2 separate regions of the Drosophila melanogaster genome follow, and region 2 is linked to region 1. The links are chromatin contacts, called in public HiChIP or PLAC-seq maps. All regions are on one chromosome and are shown on one strand. Each heading gives the region's core, a stretch centred on a gene start, on an enhancer-like site or on the middle of the called end of the contact. The rest is flanking DNA. Distances are from core to core; before and after follow the strand shown. Region 1 holds the start of CG43736. Region 2 holds the start of Setd3 (SET domain containing 3).

Region 1 (5,889 bases), core at 883-3,382:
CTTGCAGCAGAACTTTAGATAAGCCAGGTCCCAGCCATTGAGCAGCTCCGCTTTGGTCTTTAGATTCTCGGTCTCGCCCTCAAAATAAAAGAGCGGCACAACCTGCTGATTGTTGCGCACAGTGTAGGGCACCACGGACTCCTTGTTGATGCGAATAAAGCCGCACTTCTCCGACGGCGTCTTGCTGCCGGAGACTAGTTTCCTATAGCAAATATCCAGGAACTGATAGAACTTGGATGCGTCACTGAGACGCACCACCAAATCCTTTTGGTTGAAGATGTCGCGACCGAACTCGCCGTCACAATGCTTATGATTAATCTCGATGAAGAGACGGGCCTCCGCATCGGTGATGTAGTAGCTGCGCACGCAGGTGCAGCTGGAGTAGATATCCGGATGCAGGCAGTTAAGGTATTTGCCCAGCAGTTTCAGTTCGATCATGCGCACGGAGCAGTACTTCTCCGATTGGCGATAGATGTACGGTATGGATACCTTGCCGAACTGAGCCCAGCCGAAGTGGCCTTGAATGGACTCCTCGTCGCAGGGTCCCGTGGAGGACTTCTTGTCCGAGCCGGAGTCGCTGACGGCTCCATTCGAGCGGCCATTGGAGGCCAAGGCGGGCACCACCTGCATGGTGCCGTTGGGTAGTTTCTGATGACGAGATAGGTAGTTCATGATATTGGTCTGGCCATTGCCATTTGTGATCGGCGGCTGCATGTTGCCACCGGCCGAGGATGCCGCAATGGCGCCCCCATTCGAGTGCTGCATGGCCGCTTGACGGGATGCCTGCTGGGCGGCCTGTTGCTTCTGCTGCTCCTTCATTTTGGCAGCTAGTTCGCGGATCTCGGCGTCATCGGGACGCTCCTGCTTGACGGGCGGTCCCAGGGGACCGCCCAAACTGTTGCCGTGGAGCGGTAGGCTCTGGCCATTGGCATCGATGACGCTAGTGATCTGCACATCCTCGCTGGCCATCGCTCCTCCGCACACTCTCGCTCTTTTGCTCTAGAATGCTGTCTTGCTCGCGCTCTATGTAATCTTGCGTTATCGTACTTTTCCAGACTTTTCGATATCCACACTTTTGGTTTGGTTTTATATTAGGAGCTGTATTGAAAAATTTACTTGTTAGGATGACAGTTCGATTGGTACTGCCAGCATTTCAATTTGATATGTTATTTGTGTATGTATTTATATATATGCTCATATATGTCAATATATATTTAACAAAGACTGCATTATGTCTTACTGATTTTTTTAATTATTCACACATCAAAATGAAATTCTTTTGGCAAGTGTATTTGTTATTTAAACAGAACTATAAAAGAAATAAACAGCCGGCTTGTTCGATCCTTCTCTTTCTGGCACACAAACGGTCACACTGACCGGCTGTCTCACACACACACACACACACACACACACGTGATAATTTTTTTAGATGTTTTCCTTTGCAAGTGTGCGTGTGTTAATGCGCGCACTTATTTTTGTTGTTTTTCGAGCTCATTTCAACATTTTGCACACAATGCTATTGCTGTTGTTGTTTTTGGCATATAAATTATACATTATGTATGCATGTGGTACACTTACACAAACAAACGCTAACTGCATTTTGGCAGTGTGGCAAAAAAAAAAACAAAACTATTTAATGCATTTGTTGTTATATTTAGTTGCTGCTTTCTCTCTCCTCGTTTGCTTTTGGTTTATTAAATTCCTTTTTGTTGTTTTTGCGACGACGCTCGTGGTGAAAAAAAAAAACAATTTGTTTGGTTCTCTTTTCTTTTGATATTCGCACTTTTTCGCTAGTTTGCTTTAGCGCTTGTTCCGCATTCGACGCCGACGCACGTCCGCCCGTCTTCGCAATACACAAACGAGTGTGATCGTTGTTACGAAAATTATTTCAACGAAGTCAACTGAAAAATGTGTACGGCACACACACAAACCTACAGCCGTGCGCTCACCCACACTGGCGCAGCGCGCCGGCAGCGACGCCTACTGCGGCAGCGGATGCAGAGCGCAAAAGAAAAACGGAAAACACGAAAGAGAAAAAAACAAACACCCGTAGCGCAGTCGGCGTCGCTGCAACGCTGCCACGAACATTTTGCCGAATTGTTGTTGCTGCTGTCCGTCTCCCTTTTGCGCCCCCACCCCCCTTCTTATGCATTTTCCTACTCTGCCATCGCTCTCTCTCACCCTATTCGGCTAGCCCCCTCCTCGACGAACGCCTGCTCTCTCTCTCTCCTTCCGCTCATCGACTAGCTCTAAGCTGCGACGCCGACGTCAACGTAGCTGCAGAGTTACAACCCACAGTGGTTAAGACATAAGCAACTTATGGAAATTAATTAAGGGATCTTAGCCAATTCAGTATGAAAGTAAAATTTTATAAAATAATACGAATTTATGGGATTACAAGTTTACCATTTGTTGAATATTTAACCTCACAATTAAGTTCTTTAAATACTCTACACATATGTATCTCGAATTTGAACTTTTTATTGTTAAACTTTCTCTCAAATTCGCATTATTTTTTAGTAACACCATCTGGGAATCAAGCAGATCAAAAAAGGCAAGCTTCTTTGTGGCTTACTCATATAAATGGTGTAAAAAATAATGCAAACTAGCTAAATTTACTTTAAAATTAGTGTTTCCTTGTTACATGTTTACTCTTTACATACAGTTGTACAAATTTATTTGTATATATTATTTCTCTATAAGAATATAATAATGCCATTTTCCCCTGGCATTTGAACCACGGTACAAGGAAAGCTTAAGCTATGCTATATACAAGACCCACACACACTGACACATGTTCACAGAGAGCTGGCTGGGTCACAGTATTGGTATTGGTTTTGGTATTGGTGGTGTGATGATGATGTTGTTGCTTTTGTGCGGGAGTGGGTGGGTGGGTGCTCTTTGTGGGCGAAGGCGTGGCGGGGCGGCTCTATTTTTGGCAAGCACCAAAAGCAAAAGCAAAGGCCCCTGCTTAGCATTCGATGGCCACCTCTCCTCGCTCTAGCCCTCTCCCTTTCCCACATGCCATCACTCTCCCCGTCCCTTTCGCACCGTCGAATGCAAGAAGTTTTCGGTATTCGCGCGCTCTGCGGCTTTCAAGACAGGCCCCGTTCCAGAAGGCAGAGAAAACCGGGAACGACCGAGCACGAACACGAACAAACGAATACACGAGTTCACGAACGGGCGCAGCTCCAAAAGGTCGCCCCGACTCTAAACATTTACCAAAAAAAAAAATTTAATTAGCCAGGTCCAAGAGTCCAAGTCAAATTCCATTGTGCCGCCATCATACGGGGCTAAAAAGTTAACTGCCAGTTAATAACGAGTCCCGCGAAGTACAGTCAGATCAAAACAGGTGTTATTTGGTCCCGAAAACTAAACGTACAGTTGCGCCAAAACACATTGTGATATGTATTTTACTTAATGCAATGTCCACTTCAATTTATTTAGAACCAACTGTAGCCTATTAAAGGTTCTACTTGTTTTCATTCAATCATATGCTTATGTGTGTAATAGGATTACACAATATAAACCGAAACGCAATTTATATATGAATGTACGTAAGTACACCAATCAGTTTTTAGGGTATTCAAAAGCCGAGTGTCAATGGAAGGCACTGCAGTTTATTGGTATCTCTCGGCTTTGGTTTCAGGTGTCTCCCGGGCTTTTTAGTTTGTACGGTACGAGACTCTCCAGTGCGTGGCTTTCTTTAATTCTTTCGTTCTACGGGCTCCCTGTTTCGTGGCATCTCTCTTGATTTTGAGTGGGGGTTTTGATTTTTGGTGTTTTGCTTTGCTAATTAGTCAGCTGTGCGTGAGTGTGTTTGGGTATTTCTTGTACTTTGTGTGGAAGATGTTTTTTGTTTTTTTTTTCTCTACGGCCATGTAAACCCCCTTCTAATAGTGCGGTATTCGTATTTAGTCATATGCTTAACTATGTACATAGATATATATGTATATACATATACATACATAAATCTATATGTACGAGGCTATGTGCAACGGTTAAAGTGTGCGAAATGTGCATCTGTAGTGGTGGGCATACGCATTCGACATCGTCAGTCGCCATCGATGCGAACGAAGAGTGTACGAGAGTGAGAGAGAGAGGGTGTAAGTGCGAGGGGTTGGGTAAGGGGAGAAAGAGGGAGACAGCGTGAGAAGCGAGCGTTACGAAAGGCCCCGTTTCGTGCGCGCTTTGCTATGTAAACACGACTAAACATGTGCCTGCATGTGTGCGTCTGTCTGCATGTATGAATCTAGGCGTACACATGTATGTATGTTTGCATGCGTGGATGTAGACCGTTCGTTTAACCATCAATGGGAAATATTGGATTGGGCGTTGGGTGGCTCAAAACGGGGGATTGGGGCGGTAGGCGGATGGTCGGCTCTGCCGTTTGCTATGATTTTGGCAAGCTTCACGATTGCGCAGGGAACAGAAAACCGATATTTGCTGCACAAAGAAGTAGAACTAGGAGGGCTTACCGAGCTTGATGATGTTTGTACATATATATGTACATATGTATGTATGTATATACATATGTATGGTGGCAATATACAAAAATACAAACGAACAAGAGATCTTACCGCTTAGAAACGGTTAAATTTTGCCAAAATTACGTTAGTAATATTGTTAATACTGCTGGATGTGTAAACACTTTTTAAACAGTCTTGGCTTTGACAGCGACTAATGGCTATTTACAATTTTTGTGCGAGTTGCTTCAGGAATTTTCTCTAACATTTTCTTGTAAATGCATTTGTGCCACCAAACGTTAATGGGGAAAGTCGTTCTACCATCTACATAGTTTCTTAACACAAACTTAAAATTATGCAGATTTGCTGCGTATCTCTTTGCCTCTATAAAATTACCCCACTCACTGCTCCTTTCATTGGGGACTCTGGCCAATCAATGGGGACCGGACATCCGTTCGACCTCGGCTCCCCCCAAGCGCGCAACGCCCACCACCCGCAGTACTTTCCACCGCAATCTTCCCACTCACATCACTTTTTTTCTGCCCTGCTTTCCTCTCCTCTTCTCCTTCTCCGCTGCACTTTGCTTTCTGCTTTCGGCTAATGCGCCCGCAGCACCTGAGAGCGTTACAGAGTGTTGGTGTGCCGGTGTTAATGTGAGCGTGTGCCCAACCCCCCCAAACCATCGCATTGCACCCACTTCTTTCAACACCCACCGCCCCATTGCCACCTTTAACCCTCTGTGTGTCAATTACCAAACGCTCTAAGTGAGTACTTTTTAGGTGGAAAACAAACATTCGAGTTGAAATGCTTGCGGTTATTTCTCTTCGGTTATCTTTTTGGAAGATACACTTTAAATGCGCTTGAACTTATGTCAGTATATGCATAGAAATTTGTGTTTTTCATGATTTCAGATTTTGAAATACGAACGCATAGGATTGGACAGTAATGCGGATGTTAAACTATTATGCTCCACTATTGGGGGATATTCCATGTAAGTCTAGGCTATTGCCACAAAGGATAGTACCATGCGGAACAGGTGTTTCCTCAGCTTTATTTTAAAGGAATTCTACAAACAGTTCAAGTATGCAATTTCCAGTTAAAACTCAATTTGCACGTTTTGTATATTTTTTAAATGTTTATCGCTAAATTCGCTCGGGTAAATAGTGGGTTAAGCCTATGTGGCTTTAACGCAACTTTACACCATCAAGTTTTTGCGGTTGGTTTTGTGTTGTTTTACCCCGTTCTGCTTCCCGCTTTCATTATCAGTATCCGCATCTTTTGCTTATCATTTTGGGGTTCACTTGCTAGATTCTTGTTGTTTTAGCTGCAGTTGCAGTTGCAATTCACGAGCATACAAAAGAGGCTCAAAAAAAAAGATGAAAAGTGCTTACCAAGTTTGCACACAAAGCACATGCATACATAC
Region 2 (5,889 bases), core at 1,731-4,230, 100 kb before region 1:
GCCGAGGTGAGCTGCCTTCCAGCCAGATTGCTGGCCATCTCGGGACTCACCTTGCCGGATTGGTGCATCTTCTGGGTCTGCCAAGCATCACGCACCTGCTCCATGGCTGAAATCTCCAGCGCTCGCACACAATTCGCAACCAGATTCTTGCCCCAAATCAAACGGGCTGTATCCCTCAAATAGGAGACACTGGAGGGCAGCACCTTGCGTTTTAAGCTATCCGCATACTGCCGGACGAGGAAACGAGCTGTCTGGAGCAGGAGTACTGTGTACTCTCCCTCGTAGGTGTATGTGGCGGCGGTCAGACCATAGATGCTATCGAAATTCGCCGAGGAAAGGAATCCGTGGCCACCGCAACTCTTGCGCAGCAGATCAACTCCCTCGCTGGCCTCGTCGGTGGCCACCGCCTTGAGGCAGCAGCTCAGGGCGTGCAGCTCCGGCAGGGAGTTGCGTCCTTTCGTGCTTTCATCCTCCAGTTGGCGGAGTACGTCCTCGTAGAAGCGCCACAGCCAATCGGATACCAGGCGATAGGACACTCCTCGAGCAATTTGCGGTAGAATCTTTGCCTGCTGTGTGATGTGATCCAAAACAGAGACCTCCGGCTGATCGCTGTTAATCCGGCTCTGGCGACGCACCACGGAATACCTAAAGATAATGATAATTATTATCTAAAGAACCCTGGGTGAGCTGAATGTGTTTTATGGGCTTAATAACAGCTATGATAAACATAATCCCCAGAAACTATATAATCACCTGGTGGCAATGGTGGCAGCCTGGAGCAGTCCAAAGAGCACATCCTTCACGGTAATTACCCGCACATAGACCATTGTGCCGTAGAGCAGCAGCGGAGGTCTACCCTGGACGAAGGTGCCGTCGGTCAGGACTTGGGCGTTCTTCATCAGCATTTGATTGCGCGGTATCCGCACGTCGCGGAGTCCCAGAAAGCCGTTGTTAACGCCATTGCCACCCAGGCGAGGTCCTATATCGCCCACATCGACTCCAGTCAACGGTTCGTGTGTCCTCTCGTCCCTGATCCTCACCACAAATGATTGCAAGCCATAATGCTTGCCCTTCACATATAGCTGGGCCAGCACAATGGCCACATTGGCGGTATTACCAAGTCCGCCGGGCCACCACTTGTATGAACTTTGCGTTGGGGTGTTCAGGATGAATTCCTGCGTGATGGGATCGTAGTCGGCTCGGGTTTCCAGGCCCCGGACAAAGGTGCCGTGACCCAGCTCCGTTTGCGCATAGGTGCCCAGGACGCCGTCCATGTGCCAGGATCGATTGAGCCACTGGGCCTGCTGCTCCTCGGTTCCCTGGCTCAGCAAGGTGGTCATGAACATGGAGAAATGCACCCGAAGGGGGAAGCTCTGCTGGAAGAGGCCCGTGCCCAGGGATCCGGAGAGTAGCAGCCGAAAGTCCCTCAGCATATTCACACTAAGCTGAAGTTGTGGCTGCTTCTCCCGCTGCCATTGGCGCAGTTTGGCCAGGAAGCGTGTGGATCGGGCCACGGTCTGTTCGTAGCGCTCCTTGTATGACAGACAGCTCGGATGCACTGGCTCCGCGAAGTCGGGATCCTCATAGAAACGCCTTTCCAGGGCGCGGCGCTCCTCCAGCTGCCCAGAGCCACCCGCCCACCAGCGGGCAAAGTCCTCGCTGTCCAAGGTGGCCGCCGCCCGCTCTCTCTGCAGATCCGCATTCACAGACATGATCGCTCTATCTCTCCTTCCCGATCTCTCTTTTCCTAGAGTTTTACTTTTCTACGGGATTTCCCAACTTCTCTGCTCGAACGACTCGATTGCACTGAGAAGTTGGTGGCTGGAAGAAACAGTTCTGCAGCTCGAAACATGGCAGCCAGGTCACCAAAGGCGGGGATAGCAGGGGAATATGGTTGGTTATCAGTGATCCGAAATTAAAGATGAGTTGCCAATTAATATACCGGGATTCTTTATACATTTACCACATTATACTCATAAAGGATGCAGTGTATAAGCTATTTATGGATAACTTATACAGAAGAGGCGATCTGGAACCCCTTTGGATGGTCCATCCTGCCTACGCCTTTGGAGCCCCACCACTGCCTCTCTTTCGCGCTCTGCCCGCTGGTGCTCCAACCGCCGTTGTTGCTGCATTGGAGTCACTGAACTGAGAACTGAGCCACTCTCAAATTGCTTGAGCGCCTTAGGGTGGACCATATTCCGTATTTGTCGAAAGTTTCTCAAACTGCGTCTTTCTTACAAGATGCACTTATCATGTTTTAGATTTCGTATCCTAGGTTGTATATTTGGACGGAATTTGTTTCTTACTATTAACTCAAACGCTGATTTGTGTGTTGGTCCACCCTAGCCAAAAATGGCACAAAGTGCGTAAACATCTGATGAGCGGCATTATCTCCTAGTTTTTTAGTTCAAGTTTTTTTTACCGTAGATAAGAAAATCGTAAATATTTCTTGTTGTTTTTGTTTTGCAAAAACCCACAAAGCTCAACAAACAATTATTTCTTTTTCGTACAATAACATTTTTATTTCGTGGATTTCTTGTTATCAACATAACGTTTCTCAATTGGATGACGTTTAGAAAATCTAAGATAACCCTATGGGCCATTGTCAAATTGTTTATAAATAGAAACTAAAAGACATGGAAAGAGCGATTTTATTTATATAAATAAATAAATATATTATTATACATACGAGCTTCTGCAACCTGGATTTTAGGACAAATTCTCAATTTAAATTTCCCGCTCTTCAAGAATGCAACATAAAATATAAAAAAACACTGGCCATTTTAATAACTATAAAGAGTAATTATTATAATATTATTGATGTGCCAAAAATGCAACGTGAATTACAATTTATTTTACAAGAAAACATAAGTTTTGTAATAAAAAAAAGCTTAGGAGTACCCCTATTAAAAAGTTTTCAGCATAAAAGCTCGTCGAATGTGTGACCAATTGTCGGAGTAATTTAGTGGCGCCCGACGAATGGCCACACTGCCGGCCAGCTGATCGCCCGCGTGCAGATTTCTCGACTTTATTTTCCTTATTTGGCTGTTGTTGTTTTGGGCCGCCGGTACCGCTTAGCTTTCTGTCTTCCTCTCTCTCTGTCTTTCTCTCTCGCTCCCACCAACGGCACCGCCATGGGTAAGAACACGAAGCGCAACAAGAAGACAAAACAGCAGCAACAGCAGCCACAACAAAACGGAGTAACTGCATCCGCATCCGGCACAGCAGTCGAGGATTTTGAGGACCAGCAGGCGGCCAGTTCGTTGCCCAGTTTAAACGGCAAAAAGAGGAGCCAACTAAACAAGCTCGTCGAGGAACTGCTTGACTTGGTGGAAAAGCAACCGGCGAATCCCAACGAGGAATGGAAGCAGTACGGGCAGCTACAGGAGCTGCTCAAACAAATCATGATCCTGGAGGAGCCACTCAGCCAAGCAGTGTGTCCGCAGATCAGCGATTCCCCCGACGATCAGACCCGTCTGGCCAAAGTGGAGGCGTTCAGTGCGTGGGCCAAAGATGGCGGAGTTCACAGTGAGGGACTGGAGATAGCCATCTTTCCCGGCTACCAACTGGGTCTGCGGGCCACCCGACCGTTGGCCAAGGATGAGCTGGTGCTCAGCGTGCCCCGGAAGCTCATCTTATCCGAGGAAAACAACTCCGATTGCCGCCTATTTGGCAAAATGACGCAGGCCACCCACTTGAACCTGGCCTATGATCTGGTCATCGAGAAGATCCGTGGCGAGTTCAGCGAGTGGCGGCCCTACATTGATGTTCTGCCTGCCAAATACAACACCGTGCTATACTTTACCACCAAGCAGATGGAGCTCCTCCGGGGCACCGCTGCAGCCGCTCTGGCAATGCGTCAGTGTCGCGTCATCGCCAAGCAGTACGCCTTCCTCTACAAGTACGCCCACACCATGACTGAGCCGAGCACCGGGAACAGGAGCCATCCGGGCGAAAGAGGCCTCTTTTTCACGCAGCACGGACTCTGCTACAAGCTATACAGGTGAGTTTCGATTGAGATTTGGGATTGCAATAAAGGTGCTAAAGGTGCCTTAAAAAAATATCGCTACTTTTAAAGTTTGTTCTACTAAGTTTAAGAAGAAATATGATTCTGTGCTAAAAAGATGGCTTAAGGCCAAGTTTTCTGCTCTGAAGATCTTTTCAGTTGGCCTAGAAATAGAAATATTGTATACCTTTCCGGAATTCCATTTTTAAATCCTGCCCTCGTGTTGATCTTTCCCTAAGTGTGTTTTTCGGTTTAGTTTGGGCTTGTTTTTGCTGCAGAGAGGCCTCTGAATCTGCCAGTTGTCCCACTGGCCATAAATTACATGTTCACTTACAGCTGGTGCTGTTTGTTTTAAAGCGAGAGTAGATGCATATGGCCAGATTGCCCGACCATTGTTGACCTTCCCGTCTGGCATTGTGATCGCATTGTTTTGCCGAAGATCTACGATCTATTTACGGATCCGCTTCCACTTGCGACGGCTGGGTCATGGTGCACTGGGATGGGTCTGGTTGTGGTTGTGGTTCTGGTTCTCCACTCGCTTCTGTATTTATAGTGCCGCGATTTCGACACCAATCTTCGGTTGTGGTCGAAAACCCCAGCGAGTCATGCGGTTAGTCAAGTGCTTTCGAAATGCTTGAAATCTTTGCCACAATTTGTTCTACATTTTATTTCTCAAAAAAATCAAATTGAAACTTATTTACATACATATTTGAGCGTGCTTAAATATATAATTATATTTATATATATAAATATATATATATATATATATATACTGTCGCCAGATGTTCTACTGCCTAGTGAGAGGGGCGGGGGTGGTAACGAAAATCAAATCAAAAATAAAGTGCCTGCACTACGAAATAAATACAGGTGTTTCATCTATTTTCACTTCTTGGTTTTTGCAGTACATTTTGCGCATTTAAAATATTAGTGTTGTTGTTGTTGTTGCTGTTGGTATTGTTGTGCTAATGACCACGCCCACATAGCGCCCATTTATGCCTTGCCTTGATCTAAATTCAATTAAATTTTGGTATTTTAGTCAGTGCCAGAAAGAAGTTTGCTTCAGTTAAATCGTATCGAACACAGTTTTCTTCATTTTCTTTTGGTTTTTATTTATTTTGTTTTCGTAATTTCCTCATTAATATTTATTGTCCTCATAAATGGTTTTATTTTGCTTTCTCGAATTTCAATATTTATTCGATTTGGGCCTTTTTTTGGGAAAGTGTCTGAACACAACTGTACCTTGTTTGGCTAAGATCCTGTTCTGTTGTTCTGTATTTAAGTTAGTTTTCGTCTTTATCTCGTGCTAAGAAACCCATTTGAATGCCGTGTCCTATGATTTAGTTGATAGAGTCGCGTTAGTTGATGGATCATAATCGTACATTAGGTCTAGATAGTTGGAAACGATAGTTTGCCGAGCTTAGAGACTAGCAACAGTGCGCGCCATAAACGTAGGGCGGATTGAACTAGGTTTTGCGGTCTACAACGATACAAATGAATCAGAAAATAAATAAAGTAAAAATAAATAACATAAAGTGGACTATACAGTTTACATTCCAATCTGTCATGAAAATATTTAAAAATGAACACTATTCTTTTTAAACTGTATGTCTGCACAATCTTTTTGAACCTTTTCTTACAAAGCGCCTTATGGCCATGCCACGCACTGTCTAAATGTGTTTTCTAGGTTGGTTTTTTGTTAGTTTTACTTTCTCTCACAGAATGTTCCTCTAATCGAGTTCAAAAAAATTCCACCTCCTACCTGCTTAAACTAATTAATCGACTAACTTTTGCTCCTTCGCGTTAGAGTGTGTATGCTTGTGTGTGTTGGGGGGATGTCATTGTGTGTGTGTGTGTGTTAAGTGTACATTTATATAAAACTT

The links. HiChIP or PLAC-seq counts read pairs in DNA pulled down with a chosen protein or histone mark.
Region 2: a POLR2A S2P HiChIP or PLAC-seq map of the Kc167 cell line shows a contact between it and region 1, with 4 times the contacts expected there. The contact joins the promoter of Setd3 here to the promoter of CG43736 in region 1. A contact is called at or near these places in 29 of 107 Hi-C or Micro-C datasets (the D17-c3 cell line, the Kc167 cell line, the OSC cell line and 12 more) and 3 of 6 datasets of contacts at active chromatin or transcription factors (the Kc167 cell line and the S2 cell line).

What each region holds. Positions count from the first base shown.
Region 1 is chrX:6,864,470-6,870,358 of dm6, reverse strand. CG43736 reads right to left here and starts at 2,132. Exons shown (of 5, transcript NM_001298043.1): 1 at 1,579-2,132; 2 at 1-1,098. The coding sequence starts at 969. It overlaps CG14434, which reads left to right and starts at 3,165. Exons shown (of 3, transcript NM_001298040.1): 1 at 3,165-3,557; 2 at 5,378-5,457.
Region 2 is chrX:6,965,841-6,971,729 of dm6, reverse strand. It overlaps Setd3 (SET domain containing 3), which reads left to right and starts at 2,980. Exons shown (of 3, transcript NM_167100.3): 1 at 2,980-4,006. The coding sequence starts at 3,138. CG14431 reads right to left here. Exons shown (of 4, transcript NM_001298044.1): 4 at 2,901-5,889. CG4586 reads right to left here and starts at 1,812. Exons shown (of 2, transcript NM_132143.3): 1 at 754-1,812; 2 at 1-645. The coding sequence starts at 1,712.